Linked DNA regions of Mus musculus: region 1 is linked to region 2. A link is a contact called in public HiChIP or PLAC-seq data. All regions are on one chromosome and are shown on one strand. Each heading gives the region's core, a stretch centred on a gene start, on an enhancer-like site or on the middle of the called end of the contact. The rest is flanking DNA. Distances are from core to core; before and after follow the strand shown. Region 1 overlaps Fbln2 (fibulin 2). Region 2 overlaps Iqsec1 (IQ motif and Sec7 domain 1).

Region 1 (3,388 bases), core at 424-2,923, 490 kb before region 2:
GGAATCTAGGGCGCTTGCTCCGAGCTACAGGCTTTTCTCGCTGCCTGCTTCCCGTTGCAAAGTCCTCAGAGCAGGGCTTTGCCATTCCTACTCTCTGCAGTCCAGCCAGCATAGCTGTGGAACTTTCTTAAGAGTAAAGCATATAGGGGGCCCTGGCAGAGGCCACACCAAGCTGTCCCCAGCTTCTAGGCCTCAGCTTCTAGCTCAGGGAACCCTGCTAGCATTCCTCCTGGGGACTAATGCACCCGGTCTCCATGGTGACCTTCAGATGCAGATGCCTCTTTTGTGGAGTGGGGAAACTAGGGCTCAGAGAGGTTATGGACTTCAGTGAAGCCACACTCATCCCAGCATGGTCCTGCTCCTCCCCTATCTGAGTTCCTGCACCTGAGCAGAGCAACTGCAGAACCCCCGAGCCCCCAAGTGATGTTGGCTTGAAGTGGGAGGAGAGTGACTGATAGCTTGTGCAGAATAAAGAGGGAAGCAATGCAGAGCTGGTTCATAAATCTTGCTGAATGGAATGTATCTTGGCTTTCTCATCCGTGGGCTCATCTTTCAGCCGCTAAGAACCCTGCAGCAGAGGTCATAGCTGCCAAGCCAGGGAGTGGCAAATGGGGGGACATCCTGAGAGGGGACCCACATGCCTCCCAGCGCACACACACACACACACAAACCCAGTCCACCCAGGAGGAACTGCCATCACTGGCAAGCACATCAGGAGGGCCATGTTGTACCGTGGGTGCAGCGAGGCAAACATGTCAGCCAGCACTGCTGCCCAGCGGTGCAGGGGAGGAAGAGGACATGTCCAGGCTGGACATGGTCCCCAAGCACAGGCAAGACAGACAGGACTCTGGCCGCAAGCCCTGAGCACTGTGTGCCCTGGTCCCACCTCCACACCTCTGTCCCAACTGTCTTCAAAACTGTCCTGTTTTGTGGCTTTTCCCATCGCCAATTCCCACCCATCCTTGGGAATAGGTGGAGCTATTCCTCTTTCCTCTGGGTGCCAGTTGGCAAGAGTGAAGTCTCCCTTTGCCTGTTTCCCCATCATTGCATCAGCCAGTCTGCCTGACTTCTCCTCTACTCAGTGTTATCTCTGAGATGCAGGAAGCCAGGGCTTACATTTTTTCCTCAGTGAGAATACCAGGTAACTCAGACACAAGACAGTATGGAGTCCTTCCTTGTCCACAGAACTCCAGAATCCCAGCCCCGGCCTATTCAGGCATAGATAGACAAGAGGCCCAGCCACGTGCAGGTTTACACAGGGCTCACATCTTCCTTGTCCATTGAAGGAAGGCTCAGAGGGGAAAGTAACATTTGTTCAGGGTCACACAGCAAATGGATGTTGAACTGGGCCAGCTGGACCAGGACAATCTACTTGCCTCTCGGGAGATCCCAGATAAATCTACAAGCAAGCTAAGTGGCCGAGGTAACAGGATGTGTGACCCAGACTATGTGCACACGGCACATGCACCCGAATCCTCGTCGCTGTCAGTAGCTTCCAATAACTGAGAAAAGACAAGAGCCAGAGCCACTGGGGTCCTGCCTCCCACCCAGGCCTCCCTGCTTCCACACTGCTACATGGCCCTGCTGTCCACATCTGGCCTTCCTGTCTCTGGCCCATCCCTGAGACATCCCATTAGCTTTCTGAGTCACGGGCATATCTGGGAACACAGCCATGGAGAACAAGCGGGACAAGACACCAGGACACGAGGGTATGACACAGAGCTCGGCAGGCTGCTGTGTGGGAGCTCACATGCAAAGGGTAGTAGGCCCTTTAGCATGTGGCACTATGTGGTGGGTTGGCGTGGAGCAGAGCAGACAGCCGTGACGTGGGCGGCGGCAGGCAGGGGCTCTAGCTTACCCACACACTTCCTATGTGCGTTGAGGATATAGCCCTCTGCACACAGCACTGTGTGGTTGACACAGTAGAAGGATCCCAGGGTGTTCACACAGAACTGTTTCCAGCTACAATCGTGAGTGCCCATCAAACACTCGTCTTGGTCTAATGACAGCCACGGAAGGAAAAACAGAAGGCTGTTAGAGAGGCGTGTCTGCCAGGGGCATCCGGGGAGAGAGAGATAAAGAACCTGTGTGCGCCTGTCAGGGGGCAGCTGAACCTTAGACCCAAGTTGAGTTTGTAAAACTCAAAGATGTTAGAGCTGCCCCTACTGCCCAGTAAGGGCAGATGGAGAGAGACTCAGAGAGGATAAGCAGCCAGCCCAGAGTAAACCCCAGGCAGCAAACTTTCCCCAACCCATGCTTGGTAATAATGCCCAAGTCTACAGCAACCAAAGAGATAACAACAGTAGGGTCTGAAATTTCAAGGGCTCTGGGGTTCCAGGCCAGTATCATTCACAGAAGGGGATGGGGAGGAGGGCTCCAGAGGCTGCCAGGCTAAGGCTATACAGAAGGGCCTCCATGAAAAGAAGCTTTATGAAGTTTCTCCAGAAACTCAAATCTGGAGATATTTTTAAAATCCTCAGGCTGTCCCAGCAGAGAATCCCTGTGATTATTCCTGAGAACAAAAGGAGACAGGCCTCCTCCTGTGTGGGAGCTGTACATGCCCTCACAGGTGTGTCTTTGCAGCCTCTGCCCTGTTCCCCTCCACTCTTCCTGCTGCAGTGCGCCAGTGTCTGGCAGAGGCAGTAGACTGGGCCTCGGGCAGCAGGTCCCTGAGAGGGGTCAGAGCTGAGAGCCCTGGGGAGAATCAGAGCTCAAAGAACACATTATCCCCTGGGTCTGTTGTCTCCATCATCAGAGAGAAAGGCCAATCAGTTGTCACCAGGCTCTGTGCTTTAGCACCTTCTCTGGACTCACTGGAGGGTGTCAGTTACATACAGAGCCTCTAGAGTATGTGGGATGTGAGCTTCAGAGAAGAACGTGGGCATCCTTTTGGACAAGCCTGATCATTCTATGCAGATATTCAGACCATGCCTTCTGAGCCTGAGCCCATACATATCCTAGACTTGGCTCTCTATCCTGCTTCTGCTAAGACAGGAGGGGTAAGATCCTAGGACCCTCAAACTAGTTCAAACAAAACTCACTGAGGAAGCCAACCAATAGGCGTCAGAACCACTGTTCCCGTTGTATACTGTGTACTGAGAGGTCCTATCTACATGACATTGGTGGCGGTGAGCTTCCTCTGCCAGTCACAATGACATGAAGAGTGATGTTCTTCACTGTGACTGGCAGAGGAAGCTCACCGCCACCAATGTCAATTCCCTCTCCATGACTGCAGGCATGTGGGGGAGGAGGTCACTTCTGGATGCTGCCACCAACACAGTGACACATCCAACACAGTGACACATCGCTCCCTTCTCTCTTTCTCCACCTTGGGCTGGAGCATGGATGAACTCAGAGATCACAAAGTAAGCTTAGCCTTGTAGACCAC
Region 2 (3,435 bases), core at 771-3,270:
TGAATAAGTATGTGTGTGTGTGTGTGTGTGTGTGTGTGTGTGTGTGTGTGTGTGTGTGTGTGTATGTGTGTGTAACAGAGAATTGGATGGGAGAAACAGAAGGCAGGGGTGCCAGAAAGGAGATAAAGTCCTAGGAAGGATGCAGCAGCCCTCTTAGGGAATTGCACATACATAAGTACAGACAGACAGACAGACAGACAGACAGACAGACACACACACACACACACACACACACACTCCTAAAGTTGGTTCCTGTTTGGGTCCTTTGACTTGTATGTCCCATGGAGTCATTCTAGGGGCCAAAGAATTTAGATCTCTCAGCTCAGATCAGGACCAGAAGAGTGGTTTTTCTCTCTTACCTGTGTGTGGGCTGTGGAGTGCTGGCAACAAGACAGGTTAGGGCAGACACCGAGAAAGACTTCTATGGTGTCTAGAAAGCCATTTTGCATAGTGGCTATTTTAGAGCCAAATTTTTAGGCTCAATCTTAGATGTACTATTTGAATAACCTGTGCATGTGTCCAGACCTCTTTACACCATAGTCTCTGTGCTCTATAGCAAAGTAGTAGAGCCAATTTTAGCATGGACTGTGACACATGAGCTTATGGCACAGAACACTGGCTACAGTGAGCAAGGAGAGAGTTCTCACAGGGAGAGAGGCTTCACTGTTACCACTGGCATGGCCAGGATTCAATTCCTTGGAGTTTCAAAGAGCTGCATGGGTAGGGAGGGGCAGGCTTTAGAGTCTGAATTCCCTAATTCACCTTAAGAAGGATGTTCATGCCTCAGTTCCTTTTATTGCCTTGGTTCCCACAAGGTCCCTGGATTCATCTTTCTCCTTGTTTTGTGGGTGAAGATCCAGTGGAGAAGAGGCTCTGAGGATCTCGTGGCTGTATAGCTCAGCAGCATGACAGGATCAAGGTCTCAGACCCAGGACTCTGCCAGCAACTACATCTGCAGCGTCCTTGCTATATGACCGTGGGCAAGTCAAAGTACCTCTCTGAGCCTCTCTTCTTCCACACCTAGCAGAGAAAAGTTGGGCTAGGGCTTGTGTTGCTTAGGATGCCTTATTTCCCTTTACAGAAGATAGAGAGAACCAGAGGAGATATAGCTCTTGTTTCCCCTGGTGGCTCATGCCTACCAGGTTCCAGCTGCTGGTGTGTCCAGTTGGTCCTGGTCTCTGGTTCTGTCCTGACACCAGGTAGAGGTTCTGTTACCAAGTTACTAAGTGACCATGGCCCAGGATTCGCTCCCTCAGATGCTCATGGCTGTCTGTGCCGTCCCCCCTCCTCCCAGTAACAAAACTCCATCTGACCATGTAATTGTCCTCAAACTTCCTGCCTGTCTGGCCCCTGGGAACAGCTGGAAAATAGCCTACCCAGATGGTGCATAGGCCCTGGCTTCAGACCCCACCCTGGATCCATGCTAGGCAGGTCATGTCCCCTCTCTGGATTTCAGTGTCCTCACTGGCAAAATGAAAGACAGAGGGATCAAGTGAGAGAACTGCTCATTCATTAATTCATCTGTTCCTTACTCATTAGTCACTGCTCTAGGCTACCTGCTGTGCTGGGACAAGAAGACCTGGAGCAGAACCCCCTCTTTACCCTCAGCAATCTCAGCCCAGCATTTTCAGTTGTGCAGTGGCACAGAAGGGCCTCCAGGCATTCTATAGAGCTGGAACTATCAGAGATGGCTTCCTAGTGGGGTGGCATGGGGATGGCACCCAGGTCTTAAAGGACAAGAAACTGCAGAGAATTCAGGTGATCAGCTTAGATGTTTATTATCTCACTATGGGCTCACTAGACCTGTGAATTGAAATGAGGGTTTATTGTCTACACCTAAAACTCACCTCTAAGCAGGATGCTTACCCATCATCTTCCTGGCTTGGTTTCTTCCTACTAATGTGTATGATCCCTGAGCCAAAACCTGCCCTTAAGAGGCTCAGTTCCTAGTGGTGACCATCCCTCAGGGAACAAATGGAATGTTTTCTGTGCCTGGGTGGTGGTAAGCCCACAGGCCATGTGAGTCAGGGTTGAGGGTGAGGACAGCTCTCCACAGAGTTTCCATGCAGACCTGCCCTCCTTCCCTGTCTCGCACTGTGTTGTGACTCCTTATGCCTCTTTGGAGGATGGAGGGAGCACTCCTTCCAGAGTACCACCCACCCTCAATCTTCAATCACCTGTAAAAACTGATTCTCATGGAGCACACTCCATCCCAGCCCACATTGCCCTGGACCATAACAGTGAGAGGTTACCTCACATCCCAAAGGTCACTCAGTTCTATATTGCTCTCTGTGGTCCTGTGACCAGGATGGTGGGATTCCTGCTCCCACACATCAGTGAGGGCAAACTGAGGTGCAGATAGGTGAAGTACCTCAGATATGGACAAGGAAGTCAAAGATGAGTAAAGAGTCTGTCCTGTTCCCAGGGACAAGCTTCTGCAGGGCAGGGGTGGCATCTGTGGTCAAGATATCTTAGTGTGTGCCCTTCAGTTTCCTCCCTAACATGCCTGGGCTAGGGTACCACCTAGTAGAGTACACACAATCCCTGAGTCCCTTTCTCACACTCTGTGTGTGTGTGTGTATGTGTGTGTGTGTGTGTGTGTGTGTGTGTGTGTGTGTGTGTGAGGGTGGGGGGAGAGAAACTGTTACCAACCGTCCAGGCTGAAGAACACAAGGAAGGCAATTATGGAGATGGTCAGGGAACCCAGCATGCCACAGATCATGCTACTGTGTGCTCCCTGTGACAGCTGCTGTACTGCACAGTTCCCTAGCACAGAGAGATAGATGTTTATGGATGCAAAAGGAACTTCTGACCCAGACTGGACAAGAGTAGTGTCCATAGGTTTGTAGTTGGAGTTCAGTGGCAAAGCATGTGCCAGGACCATCCCCAACAAATAGGAAGGAAGAAAGATAGCCCCTCCACAGAGGTATAAAATGTGCTTTTGAGTTTGCCCCTTCTGATCAACCTACTAAGTTCCTCTCTGTCTACAGTCTCAGCCAGACTGCCCCCAGATACTTTTAGCTCCTTAAATAGTGTCCTGCATCCCCTACCCCCCCACCCCCAGCAGCCTTCAGAGAAACTGGGGAGGTAGTGGCCTTGGGAAGCCATGCCCATTCTAGGCCTAGATTACTGGCTATAAAGTGTGCAGATGTGGAACTCATGGTAAGAGGAGAACAAAATATAAAGAAGAATGCAGTGGGACCCAAGCTTCTAAGGGTATTGATGTCAGCCCTCCACAGGATTCTGGCCTCTGGTACCTGACAATATCCTCTGTCTGACTAGCTCTTGGGCACAAAATGCTTCCTGCACTGTCCTGCAGGTAGCTACTCTGGCTGGCATCTGCTACAGAGCAGGTATATAAGGTACAGGTAACTAAGAGCTGTACCCCAGCTAGTGACTAGTATCCATGGTGTTAAGTAAACCCAGGACCAGAGC

What was found. HiChIP or PLAC-seq counts read pairs in DNA pulled down with a chosen protein or histone mark.
Region 1: an H3K27ac HiChIP or PLAC-seq map of the NIH/3T3 cell line shows a contact between it and region 2, with 3 times the contacts expected there. The contact joins two enhancer-like sites. A contact is called at or near these places in 1 of 484 Hi-C or Micro-C datasets (pancreatic cancer cells), 1 of 115 datasets of contacts at active chromatin or transcription factors (the NIH/3T3 cell line) and 1 of 9 other capture datasets (pancreatic islet).

What each region holds. Positions count from the first base shown.
Region 1 is chr6:91,258,241-91,261,628 of GRCm38.p6, reverse strand. It overlaps Fbln2 (fibulin 2), which reads right to left. Exons shown (of 18, transcript NM_007992.2): 9 at 1,859-1,999. Among named protein-coding and RNA genes, the nearest start is that of Fbln2, 47 kb to the right of the region's middle. Within about 2 kb of position 1,673, at least 103 of the 459 cell types and tissues checked have an H3K27ac peak or open chromatin away from gene starts, as enhancers often do. A contact at or near this core is called in the NIH/3T3 cell line, where this site is marked.
Region 2 is chr6:90,766,641-90,770,075 of GRCm38.p6, reverse strand. All of the region lies in intron 1 of Iqsec1 (IQ motif and Sec7 domain 1), which reads left to right. Among named protein-coding and RNA genes, the nearest start is that of Iqsec1, 42 kb to the left of the region's middle. Within about 2 kb of position 2,020, at least 10 of the 459 cell types and tissues checked have an H3K27ac peak or open chromatin away from gene starts, as enhancers often do. A contact at or near this core is called in the NIH/3T3 cell line, where this site is marked.